Linked DNA regions of Triticum aestivum: region 2 is linked to region 1. A link is a contact called in public Hi-C data. All regions are on one chromosome and are shown on one strand. The core of a region is the stretch at or near the end of the contact, and the rest is flanking DNA. Distances in the headings are between cores, read along the strand shown.

The links. Hi-C and Micro-C count contacts between places; a contact is called where the count stands out from the background.
Region 2: a Hi-C map of leaf shows a contact between it and region 1, with 4 times the contacts expected there. The contact joins the promoter of LOC123046537 here to the promoter of LOC123046536 in region 1. A contact is called at or near these places in 2 of 5 Hi-C or Micro-C datasets (both in leaf).

Annotation. Positions count from the first base shown.
Region 1 is chr2B:658,642,922-658,649,487 of IWGSC CS RefSeq v2.1, reverse strand. It overlaps LOC123046536 (putative glucose-6-phosphate 1-epimerase), which reads left to right and starts at 2,809. Exons shown (of 9, transcript XM_044469935.1): 1 at 2,809-3,097; 2 at 4,745-4,819; 3 at 5,217-5,273; 4 at 5,361-5,521; 5 at 5,618-5,758. The coding sequence starts at 2,966.
Region 2 is chr2B:658,915,984-658,921,965 of IWGSC CS RefSeq v2.1, reverse strand. It overlaps LOC123046537 (probable protein-S-isoprenylcysteine O-methyltransferase), which reads left to right and starts at 3,865. Exons shown (of 4, transcript XR_006422404.1): 1 at 3,865-4,237; 2 at 5,681-5,924.

The DNA.
Region 1 (6,566 bases), core at 1,560-4,059:
CATGTGAGGTGGTGATAGCTCGATGGAAGCGCCTCTCATTGGGTACCGGCGGTCCTTGTGTGCCAGCCAAATGAAAATTCTACATTTGTTTGGCACATAGTTTTTCCAGACAACAATGGCCATTCAATCAGTCGACTGCAAACTCTGGACAACTCAGTTTGCTAGCTTGGTGGTTAGAGCTTTGCACCCTTGCATAGTAATTCTTTTATCAGCAACCCGCGAGTTCAAGTTAACCAAGACCATAGTAATGCGCATATCAATCATTTCACGCCCAACGCGTGAGAGAGTCTATTGGCAAAGTTAAGGTTGAGGTTGGGGTTAGCATGCACCTAGACAACTAAGGCATGTTGCATGTCGGAGTGAGAAAGAAGAGTTGGAAATTGTTGCACCAAGGTAGTGGTAGAGTTCGAAAGCCATAGGTCATACAAGAAGGAGGTGGTGATACCGTTCCCGGCCTTAACCGTAGTGATGGAACGGAAGAAGTCCAACCCCTTAATTATGTCACTCTAGACCAGAGTGTGGGAATTGCCTGGAGCCCCAAGGTCACGATCGGTGGACCAACCATATTTAGAGAGAATCTAAGATCTGTTTGAATTAGTGTCATTCTCGTGAAGCTTGGAAAGATGCTTTAGTAGTAAGCATAAGTTAATGTGTTTGAGAGAGGAGAAGTCTAGACCCCCATGAGAGAATGGTGCACACACCAAATCCCAAGCCACTTTACACTATTTGCCTGTAATTTTTTTCCTGCCCAGCCCAAAAATGCCCTACATCGTTTGTCTACCACTTGCAGCGTCCCCACGGGCAGTAGAAGAGTACTCATCACATAAATTGGCAGTGCCTAAGCACCGCTCTAACCAAGATCGCCTTGCCAACAAGAGAAATCATTAGACCTCTCCAGTCAGCAAGCCCGCGGTCAACCTTGTCAATGATGAAAAACAAGTATGAAAATTTCAGTTTTTTTGTAGAGAGAGGTAGCCCCGGGTAAGGTAAGATTGTGGGAAGATAGCAACAATACACCAAGGATATCAACAATGTTTTTGGATAGGTCATCGTCCACGTGTATAGGTGCGAAAGTGATCTTTTTTAAATTTATGGCTAGACCCGTTGCTCCGGAGAATTGTAGAAGTAGGTCTTTTAGAGACCGCAACTGATCGATGTTTGGCTGGAGGACAATGAGAGCGTCTTCTGCATATTGAAGAACAGAGTACAACAAGTTTTGGTAAATGGGGTGGGAGAAAAATTCAGAGTTGGAGGCTTGAGTGACCAGTCGCTGCGACAATGATAAATACATAGGGAGATAACGGGTCGCCTTGGCGTAGTCCCCTACGACATCTAAACCATGTGCTTGACCTGCCGTTAAGAAGGATGGCCGAGTTGCTAGAGGTATTAAGATTTTCAATCCAATTGCACCAAGTGAAGGGGAACCCTTGGCACACATAATTCTAGAGAGAGCGGTCCAAGATACTGAATGAAAAATGTTGGAAGTCCACAATGGTCGGGTTCTCCCTGCATGGGAGGTTCCTAAACATGAGCTCCAATCTCGTATTCAATTTCCTTTAAGAAGTCCACGACAACACAAGTGTTTCTCTCCACTCATCGGAATAATTTGCAGTGATTTAGTGTGGGCTTTGGGGGAGTCCGCTGCCTTAGAAGAACATTGTATCGAACTTGCCAAGGCCTTTACTCTAAGAATATGTATAATGCAAAGTGCTTAGAGAAAAAAAGGCTGATATTTTACTTAAGCAACGATAGAGGTAAAGACTGGTGCTTAAAAAAATGGTTGTTTTACTGAACATTGATCATATGAGAACTGAGCATAACTTAGATGATTAGGTTTTTTGTTGTGGTACTAGCTAACCATGCAAGTCCTAGACTTGGCATAATGCTCAGAATTTACTACTAGTAGAATTCAGGCGTTTTCATTTTCCGCACGATCCATGAGACAAGACTGTCAATTTCGGAGGATTTTTTCTATGATGCTTCTGTCTTTGGATTCCTGCGTTCCAAAAATGCTTTAATTCACTTGGCGACGGCGACCATAAACATCCATCCATGGACAAACCTCGCCCACGCCAGTACAAATACATGGACAAACAGGCAAATTTGATAAATTTGACCTGTGGATGAAATCAAATCACAGAATGAACTGCCCGTGAAACTATTTCACGCGGCTGACCTTTTTGTGTGACGTCCGACACGAAGGCGTCACACTACATTTTACAACGCCTCACAGATAGGCGCTACACGCCTGGCCAGCGTTGCACCCCAAACTGCCTAAAAATTGCTAAGTCATTGTGCAGAGCCTAAGAGCTAGGCGCTGCACTGTATAGTGTGGCGCCTAGCTCTCAGGCGCTGCACTAGTGGTTGCATTACAAAATGAAGCAACCACTAGTGCAACGCCTAGAAGCAAGGCGCTACACTGTACAGTGTGGCGTCTAGCTCTCAGGCGCTGCACACTGACTTAGTAATTTTCGGATCACACATATGCGACGCTGGCCAGGCGTGTAGCGCCCATCTGTGAGGCGTTGCACATTGTAGTGTGGCGCCTTCGTGTCGGGCGTCACACAAAAAGGTCAGCCGCGTGAAATAGTTTCACGGACAGTTCATTCTGTGATTTGATTTCGTTTATAGGTCAAATTTGTCAATTTTGCCGGACAAACACGATGACATGGATGACACCGAGGCTTGACCGGACGCGCCAGCAAAGCCGATGACGCACGCGCCCCTGTAGGCCCTTGAGCCCAGTCAGACACGGGCGACCCACACGGCCAGGCCACACCACACCACTAGAACAAACCCACTCTCTTCTTCTTCTTCCTCCTCACTCCGGCTATAAATACTCGCCGTCACGCTTTGGATTCCTCTCTTCTCCACACTCCACTATCTCCATCCCCTTCCACTCGCTCTCTCCCTCTCCACCAGGCGGACGAAAAGGAAGGCGCGGGACGCGAGCTGGTGGTGGGGAATGGCCGGCGCGTCCTCGCCGCCCCCGACGCCCAAGTCGCCCAAGCTGCAGCCGCCGCTCCTCGAGCGCGCCAAGGGCCCCTCCGGCCTCGACAAGATCGTGCTCCGCGACCCGCGCGGGTTCACCGCCGAGGTACACGGCCGCCTCTCCCCCCTCCCCCCTCCCCCCTCCCCTCCCGCTCCCCCGCCCGTTTTGAGCCGATTCGGAGCGCATTCCGCGCGGATCCGTCGCGGGGCTCCGCCGGCGCGCGCGCGTTAAGGAGGGGCAGGGGCGCCGGCTTCAGAATCACAGGCGTCCGGCGCGCGCGATTTTCGGGCGGATTTCGTGGTTCGGCTGGCCCATCAAATCGAGGCGCATTATGTCGTACCGCGCTCTGATGATAGGGTTTAATTCTTAGCGTCTCTTTTTATCTTTCCCCTTTTGATCAGAGGAATTCGCGGTGCCATTTCGCCGTCCTCCCGTCAGTCAAACGCAGTTTAATCGCCGGGGAGCGCTGCTGCAATCAGATTTCGCGAGTTGGCTCAAACCAAAATACTTTTGTGTGCGCGCAAATCCTGTAAAAAATCAAAAGCCAAGAGACGCGGCTGCGGCCACACGTCACTGTAGCATTCACAGCTTGGTAGCTGGACTGGGTAAGATGTGATGGTGATAACCGATAGGACACAAGTTTTACGCAGACAATCATCTTTAATTCTTTATCATGTTCGGGGACCCAGCGGAAAAGACGCACCGACTATGCTACCTCTCGGAAGCGAGAGGGGACTAGGTAGGTTACCCCCCTAACGTTTCCAGGATCGGATGGCTAATCCCCTGTCTGCTGGCGTTTGGTCCCATATGCGTCTGATGGCCCTTTTTTAGGGGGAGGTGCTATCCTACCAATCCTCCTTTTTTAATGACAAGTTGTGGGAACCACAGGGCAGTGGGTTCCTGATTGTGGTTCTGGCGTGTTAGGCCGATCGAGTCACCTGCATACCAAATTTAACTTTGATTGATGTGTTCCTTTCGGTGTACTTGTCAGCTTGTGCCAGCTGCTTAGCATGACAGGGTCTTGCTCGCCCGAAGCACTAAGCTATGGGAGGTGTGTTTCAACTTGTGAACTTAGCTATACCAAAGACAACTTTAGAATTACAAGATGAACTTGAGTATGCGTTGCTCTGTTTCCCGGTCATGCATTATTGGAATGGAGGGGCAGGGACTAGCAAACAAAACCCCAGTAGTCTTACCGAAGGCATCTACTTTTGTCTACCTCTCAGTCTCTGAGGAGCCTTTATAGCTTATTAAGAACCGTAAGGTTGAAAAATGGTGAAATTTGATCTCATTAAAATTAGTTTGCCACCATATGCCATTTATAAGCATATCAGTGCCAACTGGTAAGGAAAACCTGTTTGTGGTCTGTGGAGCTATTGTTACAAAGACGGCAGTGTCATTTGTAGATGAATGAGTTGTGCCATGACGAGTAGGTTAGCATTTTAGTCAGATGTTTGGATTAATCCTTCTTTTTACTCTTGTCATGGCAGTACTTAAAGTTTGTCAGGCAAAAAGGCTCTAAACTTCTGTTTTGTGTCATGCGTGCGTACAAGTAGGATTCAGATCAACCATTCTGAATTCTCCTGCATTATTGCTACCTAACCTTCCACCCTTATTCTGCCAAATCTCAAGAATTATCCGTGCTGCAAAATAAATATTTATGGCCTGGTCCCTACGTGTATTATTGCCAATTATCATCACCTTTTTAGACTCAGACCAGTCTTGCTAATCAATTGTCTTGTCTTTTGCTAGGTCCGTCTATATGGAGGACAAGTTACCTCTTGGAAGAATGAGCAGGGGGATGAGTTACTTTTTGTAAGCAGCAAGGTACGGAGGCATTCATGAGGTCATGGATGACTTCATTGGCTAAGTCATTATTTTGTTGTATCGATAAACTTCTATAGGATGCATTGACACATCCTGTCATCCTTGTCCCACTAATTAATTTTGTTGTTTGTCCCCATTTGACCACAAGCCTATCACATTCTGATCAAGTGTCCTTTTGAGCATAACCACAAACAACTGCCTCATCTTCGCCTGTATTGGCAATTTTGGCCATGTTAGGTGTTATATTTATTTTGCACCGTTGGAAGTTTAGCCCCATTAATTACGAAGTTTCACACTGTAATACTGGCATATATTACTTAATTATTTGATTTGTTACGTGTTACTGCAGTAATTATAGCATCTCTGAATTGTGGTTTCAAAATACAATCCTTTTCAGGCAATTTTCAAGTCCCCGGGAGCAATTCGTGGTGGCATACCAATTTGCTTTCCCCAGGTATGGCAGCTTCATCTATATTTACTTCCATAAATTCCTTGTAATGTAAGCCTTCTCTGGTCATCCAAATGAACTATATTAATGCAGTTTGGAACACATGGAAATCTTGAAAAACATGGATTTGCAAGGAACCGGCTATGGCTCGTTGATGATAATCCTCCACCACTCCCAGTAAACACTGGTATTAAAACTTATGCAGACCTCATTCTGAAGCCTTCTGAAGAAGATCTCAAGATTTGGCCTCACAGGTCCGTGATCTACCATCCAGAGATCATGTTTCCTTCCTTTTCTTCATGTCGCCAATTCTGATTCTGCTCATGTTTTGGACAAATTATGACTTACAGATTCGAATTCCGGTTAAGAGTTGCTCTTGGACCCAAAGGAGATTTGTTTCTCACTTCTCGAATTAGAAACACCAACACTGATGGAAAGCCTTTCTCATTTACATTTGCATATCATACATACTTCTCCGTGTCTGACATAAGGTGCGCCTATGCTTTGCAATTTCTTTTCCTCCCTTTCCTCAGTTTTTTTCCCTCCCTGGATATTTCAAGCTCAAACTTCTCCAAGGGTTTAGAATTGCAACAGTGAAATCATGTTAGTGTAAAGCTGTCCAGACATCCAGTGGTATATGTGCTTGGGTTTACTCGGCAATGGTGCACCACCAGACACCGATCCACCTTTCAATAGGCTTATATACATGGTATTTGTGTCATTGGTACTGAGCCAACTACCAAGAGTCTAAGACCAGTAGTTTCGTTAAAAAATGGAGCAGATGTACAAATATGCTGGTTTTCTACCCTGGTTTCATATTGCTAATACCATGGTACAGGCTCATGTATGTGATAGTTGCGGCGCTTGTATTAAACCAAGGCTAGTAAATTCAGAACATTTTCTTGGAGCAGATGCGAAACTCTGCTGCTTTAATTCTGATTCTCATATTGTTAGTGCCGGGCATATGGACAACTTTTCAAAATATTGGTCTTGCTTTTATTGGTTAGTGCCAGCAGTATGACAGTAGAGAAAACATATTCAAGTAATTATTAAATTATTGCAGATAAATAAGTGTATGCTTGGGTGTTAAGTTGTTTCCTCTCGTTGGGATTGAGTCAATGGATAAGGGCAAAATTGTTACCTATCCTGGCTTGTTAGAATACTGCATCCTCATGCTTAGATAGTGGACACTGTGGAACAGGGTTTCTAAAGTTTTGCTTGAGTTTGCCCATTGATAATTCTGTAACCCAGAGTGCTTATCTCAGTTAAGACACTGCATATTAAAACTGAACTGAACCA
Region 2 (5,982 bases), core at 2,616-5,115, 270 kb before region 1:
GTCGCCTTTTAGTCGATCAACACTCCACCATACAAAGAAAACACTGAAAACAAAACAAAAATAGCAAAGAAATCGGAAAAAGGAACCAAAACAAATAAAAATAAAAAAGGAATCAAAATACAAAAATCAAATAAAGGGAATGAAACAACTGGAAATCGAACAAAACAGTGGAGAAAACAGAAGCAAAAACCACATAAGAAAAACAAAATACACGGAAACATCGAAGGAGACAACAATTAAAGAAAACATCACGCATCCGTACTTGGGCCAGCCCAACTGAAAGCTTGCTTCAGCAAAGCCATAACTATTTGTCACCGCTAGTGGCAAATAGGATTGGGCATCGCGTAGGGAGAGCAACTAACCGCGGGGTTTCCCTTGCGGGAGCCCCACAAGGGTCATCTTGGGTGGGGTGAGAGCGCCGCCGCCACATGTCGCCTACTGGGCGTTTTCTCTGGATCTTTTATTTTTCTATACGCATTTTCGGGTTTTTGATGTTTTTTTTGTTTTTATGACCTTTCGTTTTTTGCCCGGGTTTTCCTTAGGTTTTGAACACAAATTTTTTTGCATGAAAAAATGTTTTTTTCTTACGCGAGAGGTACAAATTTACTTTTCGTGAAGGCACAGGATCACTTCCGCGAGAGGCACATTCGGAAAGGGAACCGTGAGAGGCACATATTTGCCTATCGGAAAGAGAGATAAAACATGTTTTTTTTCTTTCTTTCGTGAGAAGCACAAATTTTCATGGAGGCACATGCTTCTTTTGCGAGAAGCACAACTCAGGAAGGGAAAAACGCGTTTGTTTTTCCTCCACAAAGGTACAATTTTGCTTCCACGAGAGATACAACTATAAAAACCGGAAGAAAAAACCCGAGGTGAAAGAAAAAACACATACATTTAAAAAAATCGTTACATTTTGTGAACATTTTTTACAGATCCGTGGACATTTTTTGAAGTCATGAACATTTTGTTGAATTCATAGTTTTTTTACAAATTCATGAATAGTTTCTGAAATTATGAACAATTTTCGATTTCGCAAACATTTTTACAAATTTGAGAACACTTTGTTAAATCTGTGAACATTTTTTCAGAACCCGTGAACGTTTTTTGAATTCATGCATGTTTTCCAAATTCAATTTTTTTAAATTCATGAATCTTTCCCTAATAATAAAGCATGGATTGAGTCTGTCGGGTTCACCGTCGCGGCATTTTTACAGAAAACCTCTTGACTTTTATGGAAATAAACCCACAGTACAAAAGTAATCTATACCTACTATTAAAGGGAATAGGTATTCTTAGTTTGGTTTTGCTTTGTTTCGTCCTGTTTTGATGATTTATAGGTACACTATTTTTTTGGTTCGATTGAGAGTCTGTTTGACAAAACGTATGACGTATGTGCAAAGGAAACGAGAAACAAAGGGCCGAGGACGCAAAGGAAACTGGGACGGCCGACCCATATGTCTATTTTAGTTGCCAGCCCATACTGCGTTGACGACGTTTCGTCACTCGGTCGAGGACAGATGACAGAACCCACGGCGTACGGCGTGCATACGGCCTCGCCGCCGCTGGCTTCTCTCATGTGTCGTGTTGTTTTCGATCGGATCCGCGTAGGAGAATTACACCAATACGGAGCCATGGATGCCTCCATCCGGGTTCCACAAAGAATTTATGCAATAAAAAAAAGGATCGACTGAAAATCGAGCTAAATTGCACGGTAAATTCGCAAGACTGCAAGTATGTCGCCGCCCTCCGAGTTCGCCGGAAGACCGCCCAATGTCACCTTCACTGACTTCGCAGGAAAACAAGACGACGTCAGATAGAATCTGTTCAATGTCTTCTTTGCCTACTTCGTCGAAAGACTGCCCAATGTCGCCTCATCAGGCTTGGATGGAAAACAATCCGGTGTCCGACAGTGTTCCACAGTTTGCCGGAACTTTGTCGGCCGGTTTTACACTTGAGGTATGTGGACAAGTAGGCTTGAAATCATGATTTCTGGTCCTCTGGCGACCTACAGTATTCAACCTCTCTTCCTCCCCAACTCGCTTTGGCTGCTTTGGCAACCAACCGTTCATCTCTCTGGACGTATTTATTGGCACTCATTAACCTTGATGAGTTAGCAATGTCTCTTACTAGAGAGACCCAGATCCATACCAAGCAACATATGCTCCAGGAAAAAAAATTAAAGGTCCTGAATTATAGTGCTATGCATTAGAGATACATTTATGTGTATGACTGACAGTAACATTAGCAATTGTTGTATGTTGTTTTTTCTAGGGAATCGAGAATTCTGCAAGACTTGCTTCTTACCGTTTATCCCTTTGGATTTAACAAAAAAATTGCGAATGCTTTGGATTTAATATATAACTTAAATTTTTCCTAAGGGAAAGAAACGAGTTCAGATATAACTACTCATGACATGCATGTAACCTCCATAGATGCATTTTTCGCATACATGCATGCGGTTGATCTACAGGCCTAATAGTATATTGTACATTGGTGGACAGAACATGCACTACCTGACAGTGATGTAGATTGGTGACCAGAACAGAGTATTCCAGCATATCATCTTAATTATGTATTTGGTTAGCACACACTACACTACCAAGTAGCCCAAAATTCCAAACTCATATTTGTATAGTTGGTGATCATGTAGATGCTTGTAGCTAACTAGGCATGCTAGGTGAGTACTCATGAGTGCTTGCAAGAGTGGATGAATTAGTGCAGATCTTTGATACATATAATTTTTGGAGGCACAATGTTTACATCTTACTCATGTCCTAATTTAAAAGTAGTCTGTACTATTAATTAATTTCCCAGGTGCTTTATGAAGTTTTTGGTAGTTCACTGTATCACGAGCACATAGTATTTGACATGCGTTTTGGATCATCTCACCCCTAACAGTGAACGAGTCAGAAGTATTTGAGGAAATTACCCCGAGTTGTTGTTTGATAAATTAGTTCCCAATTATCATTTTGTTTCAATCTAAATCCTGAGCCCTACACTCTGAGAACTCAACAATACTATTTCACTGGTGACAAATTGAACTCAGCAGTACTGTCGAGAGAGTAATGCTCCTTTGTGAATCCAGCTTGCAGCAAGTAGCAATTTGAATTGATGCAAGCAAGTAGTAACCATGAAAAAGACGCTCCTGATTCTGTAGTATGTGTCGGAATCGGAAGAGAGACAATGCGTGCAGTTGTGGTCTCACCAGAAAGAAGGTGTATTCTTTTTCTGAGATCGTGTGTGTTATGTAGGCCAAGTCCTTATGTTTCGGGCAAGCCCAAATAGAGTAAAAAACAATTACAAATGAAATATAATTTTCAAAATCAAACATGCTAGTCATCAAAAAATGATTTAAAATTTTCAAATAATGTTCTCGAAAATTGCAAAAACCACATTTTTTTAAAATTCGTGTTATTCTGAACAACAAAAAAAGAGTGAAAGACTATTCTGATGAACGATGTCAGGGAGGTTTCTTCACATTCACACTTCATCGAGGGAAAATGATACTCAGGTTACCTTATTGTTCGTTAAAATTGGATATGTGAAGTGTTGCGGAATAGCACATTGAGAAGGTTCTATTAATTTTATCGCCCAGTGCAACGCACGGGCACTTGTCCTAGTTATTTTCAAAAGCATGAACATTTTTTGAATTTACAAACATTTTAAAATCCATGAGCATATTCATCAAACTCACGAATATTTTTGAATTTGAGAACATTTTTAAAATTCGTGAAGATTTTGAGATTAGATTTTTGTTTGAAATCCCGAACATTTTTTAACGAAGCAAAAAAAAAGCAGGAAAAAACGAAAGGAAATAAAAACAGGGGCACCCCGCCCCCACATGGGCCGGCCAAAAGTCCCGTGCGTACCTTGCTTTCCACCGCGTGGGTCGGGGAATAGGAGTCCCCCCCTTTCTCTATCCATCCCGGCGGCCCGACAGCTCCGCCTCGCCCGCCGTGGCCGCCCCGAGCTTTTCCGGTCCCCGTCCAGGTCCCCAGTAAAAGCTTCCGCATGCGGCATCTCCTCCTCCCAGCACCTCGCCAACGCCAGGCATCTCTTCCCGCTCCCGCTGCCCAAGCCCTGAGCCCCAGCGCAAGCTCCGGTCCCCAGATCCCCGCTCTGCCCATGGCGGCGCGGACGCAGGCGTGGCAGTTCGCGGCCGCCTTGGTCTTCTTCCACGGCTCCGAGTACGTCCTCGCCGCCGCCTTCCACGGCCACAGCAACGTCACCGCCACCTGTGAGTGAATCGCCTCTTCGGCCCCCATCTTTGCCATCCAGAGACGTTGCTCGGGAGATTGTCTAGATACTACTACTGGTAGAGAGTAGAGAAGGTGCTACCGATGCACATGATTCTTGTATATATGCTTAGATTAAAGCGCCCTGGTTAACATGTGGTAATGTGAAGCACATATATGGGGCCATGAGGATGCCAATATGTGTCGTTTCGTCTGATCCAACTGGATTGCTATTGGTTTGGTTTGATTTTGTTTAGATAGTTGAGATGACTTAAGAGGAATTGGCAGAATGCATGCTTTGGCAGTTTCCCTATTTGCATAATAATCGGTGTCGTGGTCTCGGCAATTTCTCACCTAGCATTTAACTGACAAATAACCATGGTGTAACTCTGCTGTCCGATCTATATGCAATTGTAAGAATTTCTCTGTTTAGCTTAAGAATTCAACAGAAAGAAGCTACCGAGTACTATACTGTGTTAAATTTAGGGGATAAGGAGCAATTATCTTTTTTTCGACCCATGGAGACTAGCTCCCATGTCGGCCTTTTAGAAGAAACAAGGCGTCTTGCAGAGGCTGCGCCTCGAACGCGGGTGGGTAAGCTTACAGATGTGTGCTCTAGCCAACCGAGCACCGCTCGGTTCTCAGAACCAATGGGCTGACATAAAGGTTGAGGTCAAGCTCCAAAATCAGAAAGTGTAATTTGAGTGCCTCTACAGAGTAGTATTTTACCAATTAAATTCCAATATGCCTGATGAATTAATTTCCTAATTTAGTGCTTCATAAGCCATCATAAGTATTTATCTTCATAGATAGTACAAATTGGGGATGATTAAAATAGTTATTCAAACTTGATTTGTCCAACTTGCATTTTTTAGTTCACGTAACCCCGGCTCTAAAATCTTTTAGTTCAACAACACCAAGAAAGTCTTTAGTCCCAAACAAGTGGGGGGAGGCTAGATCTGAAACCCATAGGATCCTGCAACCAACTCATGGCAATTTGACTGGATAATAGCTCAATCAGAAAATTCATAATCGTAGGTTATCAATTTGACACATAAGATGGTCAAAAAGAATATGAGCGGCTGTTTGGATGTTGCCCATACTAGCCCAGCCAAATCATGGGCACGCCAAAAAATTGGCTAGCTATTTGCTCACCGGCGCCTCACCCAAGGTTTGGTGTAAAAGTGAGCTGAGGAAGGCCATGCATCATTGGCGACCAAAAAATTGGTGCTCATCCAAACATATGCCCAACATGCAGTCAACGCCAACTTTTTGGCTGGCAGCTGTTGGCTCAAATCCAAAGAGCCCCTGAAAGAACATTACCATGCATAGATTGGTGCCCGCTTCTTTATTTCATTTATCTTATTTCTTTACCATTTAATTGTAATTTGCACTATGTAACTGCGTGACCGTGTTGTGAGCTAATTAAGGTGCTTCTGATGCAGCACTTCTTATCAGCAAGCAGTATGTTTTGGCAATGAGTTTTGCGATGGTGGAACACCTGACAGAAAGCCTTTTCTTCCCAGAAATAAAAGGGTATCTGTTTGTCAGTAATATTGGCCTTCTGATGGTGCTTGTTGGTGAAATTATTCGTAAAATTGCTGTTGTAACAGCTGGACGTGCCTTTACACATGTTATACGGATTCAGTATGAAGACCAGCATCAGTTGGTAACTCATGGAATTTATAGGTACTTGCATCACAATTCAACATTTATAGTCTTGAGTACTGTTGTTGCCTTCCTCTGC